Regions from separate parts of the Oryzias latipes genome. Here region 2 is linked to region 1. Evidence: chromatin contacts called from public Hi-C data. All regions are on one chromosome and are shown on one strand. The core of a region is the stretch at or near the end of the contact, and the rest is flanking DNA. Distances in the headings are between cores, read along the strand shown.

Region 1 (2,911 bases), core at 165-2,664:
GGGTTATTGTCAGTAGTGAGAAGTAAACCTGAAGGGCTCTTTAGGTGTTGAGGGTTGCAGATCCCTGGTGTGGAGTGAAGAAACGTTAGGGTTCAAACAATCTTCAAAGTCTAAAAACAAGGTTTTACATCTCTGCAAGTCTCTCAATAGTTTGTGGTGCAGGGCTCACATGAGCAGAGGTTTCCAAAGAAACTGAGGCTCTTGATTTCACAGCCTGTCACAATAAAAGTTGCACAACGCTCAGGGACTTTCTGATAGTACAGAGCCAAAGATTAAATAGCAACATGACAGATCTTTGAATGAGGCCAACTGAGGGGAAAGAGGTAAATCTGTAAACAGTGACCGAGGAGGAGTCGGTTTACAGTAAGGGCCTCCTTTGTCCCGCCTGCCACTCAATCCTTCCTGGCCTAATCCAAACACCTGGAGGGGGAGGGAGGGGAGGAGGCTGGACCGCCGGCCCCATGTGAGCCGTTGCTCACATGCAGCCATGGCTCAACGTGTTACAGTAACACCTTTACTGAAAGTAAGACGAGCTGTTACGTAAAACCCGCTCCAGGCGGAGACAAAAATCCCCGGAGGGAGCGGAACAGGGCGGTCGGGTTCTGAGCAGAAGGGTTTCCAAACATCAGCTGTTGTTTGTGTTTTCTCTGTCACTGCTTACATGACGCGTTTATCTGTGTCGCCCCCAAGCTGTGGAGCCGAGTAACCTTCCAGGGAGACATGCGAGTGGGCAGCAGTCAGCTGTTTTCGTGGAAGTCTGTTGCTTACGAAGAACCAGACAAATCCCACTTCCGGGCCGTGAAAATAAGAAGTGAAGTTGGGGATTTCGTGTTGCTGCTGCACCTAAGTGGCTCTGACTGATGTCTCTGGAGCTCAGACACACAGGCTGCACCTGAAAGGGCTAAACTGGGATTTCTCCCAGTATGTGGGTCACCAAACCTGAACCTTCAGTCATCACACAAAGACTTCACATTGTTTCGGGAGCATCGATTGCTGTCACGCTTCAGTCATGAGGAAATGGATTCATGAACTGCACAACTATTCCCACAGTCTCGCCCTCCTAATAAAAATTGTTTTAAAAAACTCTTTCAACAGCCTGCAGGGATTTGCAAGAATGTCTACAGTTTAGGTTTCATCTTGACAGGAATTGTATGCAGCTCTTGAAAAAACGATGGTTAAGTGGGAGCGGATTGGAAAACAAAAGCTCCTTTATTGCGGCACAGAACAAACCAGGTTAGTGACACTTTTCCTAAAATAGCCGAGAAGTGGTCACCAGGGTTCTGGAGCAACAGGCAGAGCGGGAGAACGGGTGAGTGAAGGAGGGAAAGAAAAGAGGTGGAACGGATGGACAGCACGTGAAGGCAGGAAGTGTGTTGTCTGAGAGCCATGTGCTGAGGCCGGGCGTGTGAGTGATCCGTGAACCTGATCACGTCACTGTGTGACTCAGAGTGGAAGAGGCCACGCACGCACAAACAGTCTCCTTCACATGCACACAAACCCTGACGTGCAAAAATCCACCGTAGTGGCATTAAACAGTCCAAAAATAGGCTGCAAACAGACGGGAGGAGCTCACACGAGCCTGGAAGGCTCGATATTAAGCCAGAAAATGCAGGAAAATCAAGGTGTGTTGGAGGCACCCTGAATATTAAGGATTCTTAAGTGATGACATACTAAATTTGACCTATTTTTGACCCACCAACAAAACAGTTCAAATCAGATCTGGTTTCTAAAGTCCCTCTCCTATCATCTGATCTATTCTTAAAGCGTTTCCAGTGCTCTTTATCCTGATTATTCCGTTTTTAGCTGAAATCTGCAGCATGAGTTTATTGGAAAGTTGCCCTTCATTTCCCATCATCTCTTTGTTTACACCCTCCTCCGCTAGCACACAGCCCCTCACACCCCAATCTAATATAAGTGGTACAACAAAAATGGCGAGCAATGTTGGAGCTATAAAGCCGTGAAGTTTTTGATATAGATTCCAGCTCAGACGAGGAAAACAAAGACGTTCATGGATGCAGTGGTTTCCTAGTGGATGCATCGGAATGGAGCGGAGCAGGGAGACTTTGGCCCCCCCAGCGTATTTTCTGCATAACAAATCAACTCTTTTTCAAACAGCAGTTTTTCTATTTCAATAAAGAAATACTCAGAAAGGCAGTTTTGAGCTTAATTTTCTAAAAAATATGTATGGTGGCCCTGAAGGGCAAATCCCACCAACAAATCGCTTAACGCAAAGATATATGAAAGATCAACAAGTAAAAGAGCAAACACAAGTCATTCAAAAAAACAACATTACTGTCAGGAACTGGTGATCTGGGACCCAGAATGCAGGAGAACAGAAACTAAAACATTAATCATCAATAAACTGAAACATGATAAAAACCCCAAACAAAGAGGGGACAAAACAAGGAAGAACTGAAAACCAAAACACTGACTATTACAATTACATTAACAATTACAAAACACAAAATAAAAATGAAACATTTTGAAAAACAAAGGAAACAAAAATGAAATGCTAATAAAGATATCACTGATTGGATGATGATGTTCGATGATGTTCGATTTTTGACATTTGAGTTGTTTCAAATATGTCTTCAATGTCCGCATACTCATAAAAGTGTTACAATAAGTAATGAGCAGATCCAGAATCGCTTCATGCCAAATAACCTTCAGTGGAAATGATGGACAAACGTCATACTTTCCTTTTGATTTCTGCAAATTACTTTTGTTTTCCAAATTTTTTTAATTTTTTGTTTCCTTTTTCTTTAAATTGTGTTTTAGTTTCTGAAATGTAATGTTGTTTATCAAGGATCTGTTTTGCTTTTTTAATTGTCGTTGTCGCCTAAGACCAGTCACACATACACACACACACACACATGCACACACTGAAGGAGGAGGGTTTGGGGAAGAGAAG
Region 2 (2,911 bases), core at 201-2,700, 42 kb before region 1:
TATGACAAGCTGATGACACATGATAATGGTAACTCTAAAAAAGACCCACAATGCAGTCTGTCTGTTTACACACAGGCACAGGTTGTTCCCAGATTTTGGCACATGAACATTTTTTTCACAACACTTTCATCAGGATTGTTTGTGATTCATACAACTGGCCTTCATACCATAAACTATACTATTAGAAATCATCATTACATGAAATCCGGACATTTGTGACTTTAGAATATTTTTGCTCTACTTTGGCAAACATTATGATAAAAGTAACTTTAAATAGTATGGAAGTTTTGTAATGCCATTGCCATTTTGAGGTAATAAAAATGTAAGGTCACAGCTTACTTTTGCTCAGAAACTAATAAGTAATGGACCACAGCTTGGAAGTAACTTGCACCAAACTGCAGCTCACAGGGTCTGACCCAATTCATCTACATTTTCATAAAGCTTGTTCCTCATCAGGAATTAAGTCACACTCTGCCTCAAAGATCATCAGAAGAGTTAAAAAACACAAAAAAACTGTGCAGTAAAAACAAAAATACAAGGTCTGAATTTCTGGAAAAGTCCATTCACAGTCAGGGAAACGGAAACATTTGGGAATGCAGGATCTGAATCTACCTTTTGATCCAGGTAGATCAGCAAACCCTCAGACCAGCCCGTGTGGCACCAACAGCCACATTCAAAGTCACTTCCGTCACCTTTCTTCCCCGTTCTGATGCTCGGTTTGAACTGCAGCAGATTGTCTTGACCACGTCTACGTGCCTACATGCATTGAGTTGCTGCCATGTGATTGGATAATAAGAAAATTTCCATTACAGATCATTTGGACAGGTGTGCCTGAAAAAGTGGCCAGTGGGTGCACAACTTTTTGTAGAATAAAAACATTTGTTTATAAAAAATGTATTTGATCTTTTTGAGCACCAAACCAAGAGAATTTTATGAATTTGTGTTGGGCCTCGAAGGGTTAACAAATGCTGGGGAGGGCAGAATGTGGTAAGGATGACCCCCACACACACACACAAACATACACAAAAGAGGTTTTTGAGTCATGTTTAATGACCCATTTTCATCCACTGGTTTTTGACGCCGCTAGAGTTGTGATGCTCCTCTGATGCGTTTTTCATTCCTTTATTTTCTTTTTAGTAGAAGTTCTTTTTTTGACATATATCTTTTGTCAGTTTATCTTGTTTTCCCAAAATTTATTAGGACAATAATTGGAATAAATTGAATTAAATGAAGAAGCTTGATGAAGAGCTGATGCGCTCGTGAAGCCACAGAAATGTGTCAGCAGGATGACTGGATGAGCTGTGATTATTCACACTTGTTGCCTTCAGAAAGACAAGCACAGAGGCAACGTTATCTAATTGTGACGATGTACTCTGAGTGGGCGTGGCCACGGAGGCAGATGACGATGATGATGGTGCCTGAAGGGGCTCGCTTTCCCTGGAAAGGGGCGGCGTCGGGAGCGCGCACACCGACGGGGTCGCGCCGGTTCAGCCGAGGACGGGGTCCGTCCTGAGCTGAACTCCACGTTACAAATAGGAGCTGTGCCATTCCAAGTGGAGCAGAGTGGAAGCGCAGCGCGCGCGCCGGAGATAATATTAAGTAACCGCGAGCAGTGAATGCGCTTTCATCAGCGCGCCTGGGTCGGATCCGGACAGACACGGACGGGCTTTCTGAGGTGGAGAGGACGCAAAGGCACCAGCTGATTTAAGAAGAGAGAGAGGGGGGAAAAACATCCCACAGGTACGTTTATCAAAGTTTTTTTTTTACTAATTTTTCAAACAGTTCAACAACTCTCTTAACCAGGAACATTAAAATGGTTCAAGTTTTGAGGTTTAAAGTAAAAAATGTGATCATTCAAGCTGTTCAAAGTGAAATCTAAATAAAGGGATTGCTTGAAGATGTAAAGTCTTCTGACATGCCATGTGTTTTAAATGAGTCAGGACATGAACTGAACTGAATCAGGTCAGCTGAGATGTGATGGAAGAGCGGCTTGTTCCTGATAAACATGTGGGTCAAAGCTGATGAAGCTCAGCTCTCTAGCCAGAAACTCTCTACAGATTTCAAACGCTCCTGAAGAGACTTCATATACTAAATTAATAGTCTTTCAAATTCATTCTTGAAATCATTCTTCTAAAATGTTCAGAAATGACAGCATTATCTCATCCGGTCATGTAATGAGGCTCCTCAGGTTGTGGTACAAGTTGCTCCTGTTCAGAGATGTAATGGGGTTGCATAATATTGTGTTGTAATGTCTCTTGCATAACCTAAAAAACTTTCCTCTTTTTCCAACACTAGGTGGCACTGTTATCACAAAGAAAGCGCTACAGAGGAATCTTTCAGCTTCTGCAGGGCAAAATGTTTGAGGAGGTGTCTCAGGAGCGAAGGCAGCAGGAGGCGGCTGTGCTTCATCCCATGGATTCACCTGCAACTGCAGGAGGAGGAGGAGGAGCGGAAGGAGCAGCAGGAGCTGCTCTGTCCTTCACGGATGAAAGTGTGTCCCTTCTGACCTCCAGCAGCCTGTTGGCTCGCTCCCTCCTGGGTCGCACCTCAGCCAGCAAACGCAAGGAGAGTCCTGGGAGCTGCAACCGGCGAAAGCGCGAGTTCATCCCTCACGACAAGAAGGACGAAGGCTACTGGGACAAGAGGAGAAAGAACAACGAGGCAGCCAAGCGTTCGCGGGAGAAACGGCGCGTGAACGACATGGTCCTGGAGAGTCAGGTGCTGGCCCTGCTGGAGGAGAACGCTCGCCTCAGAGCGGAGCTGCTGGCCCTCAAGTTCCGCTTTGGTCTGGTTAAAGATCCCTCCAACACACCCATCCTGCCCCTCACAGCAGCAGCTCCTCAGCACTCTACTCAAACCTTAACTCCTCACTACTACCTCCATAAGGAAGATGAAAATCTGCAAAGCTCCC

Evidence for each region. Hi-C and Micro-C count contacts between places; a contact is called where the count stands out from the background.
Region 2: a Hi-C map of embryo shows a contact between it and region 1, with 2.4 times the contacts expected there. The contact joins the promoter of LOC101161892 here to the enhancer-like site in region 1. A contact is called at or near these places in 5 of 5 Hi-C or Micro-C datasets (embryo, fibroblasts and gastrula embryo).

What each region holds. Positions count from the first base shown.
Region 1 is chr8:22,292,059-22,294,969 of ASM223467v1, reverse strand. No RefSeq gene overlaps it. Among protein-coding and RNA genes, the nearest start is that of LOC111947839, 11 kb to the left of the region's middle. Within about 2 kb of position 1,414, at least 5 of the 8 cell types and tissues checked have an H3K27ac peak or open chromatin away from gene starts, as enhancers often do. A contact at or near this core is called in embryo, where this site is marked.
Region 2 is chr8:22,333,812-22,336,722 of ASM223467v1, reverse strand. LOC101161892 (nuclear factor interleukin-3-regulated protein-like) reads left to right here and starts at 1,450. Exons shown (of 2, transcript XM_004071983.3): 1 at 1,450-1,740; 2 at 2,296-2,911. The coding sequence starts at 2,356.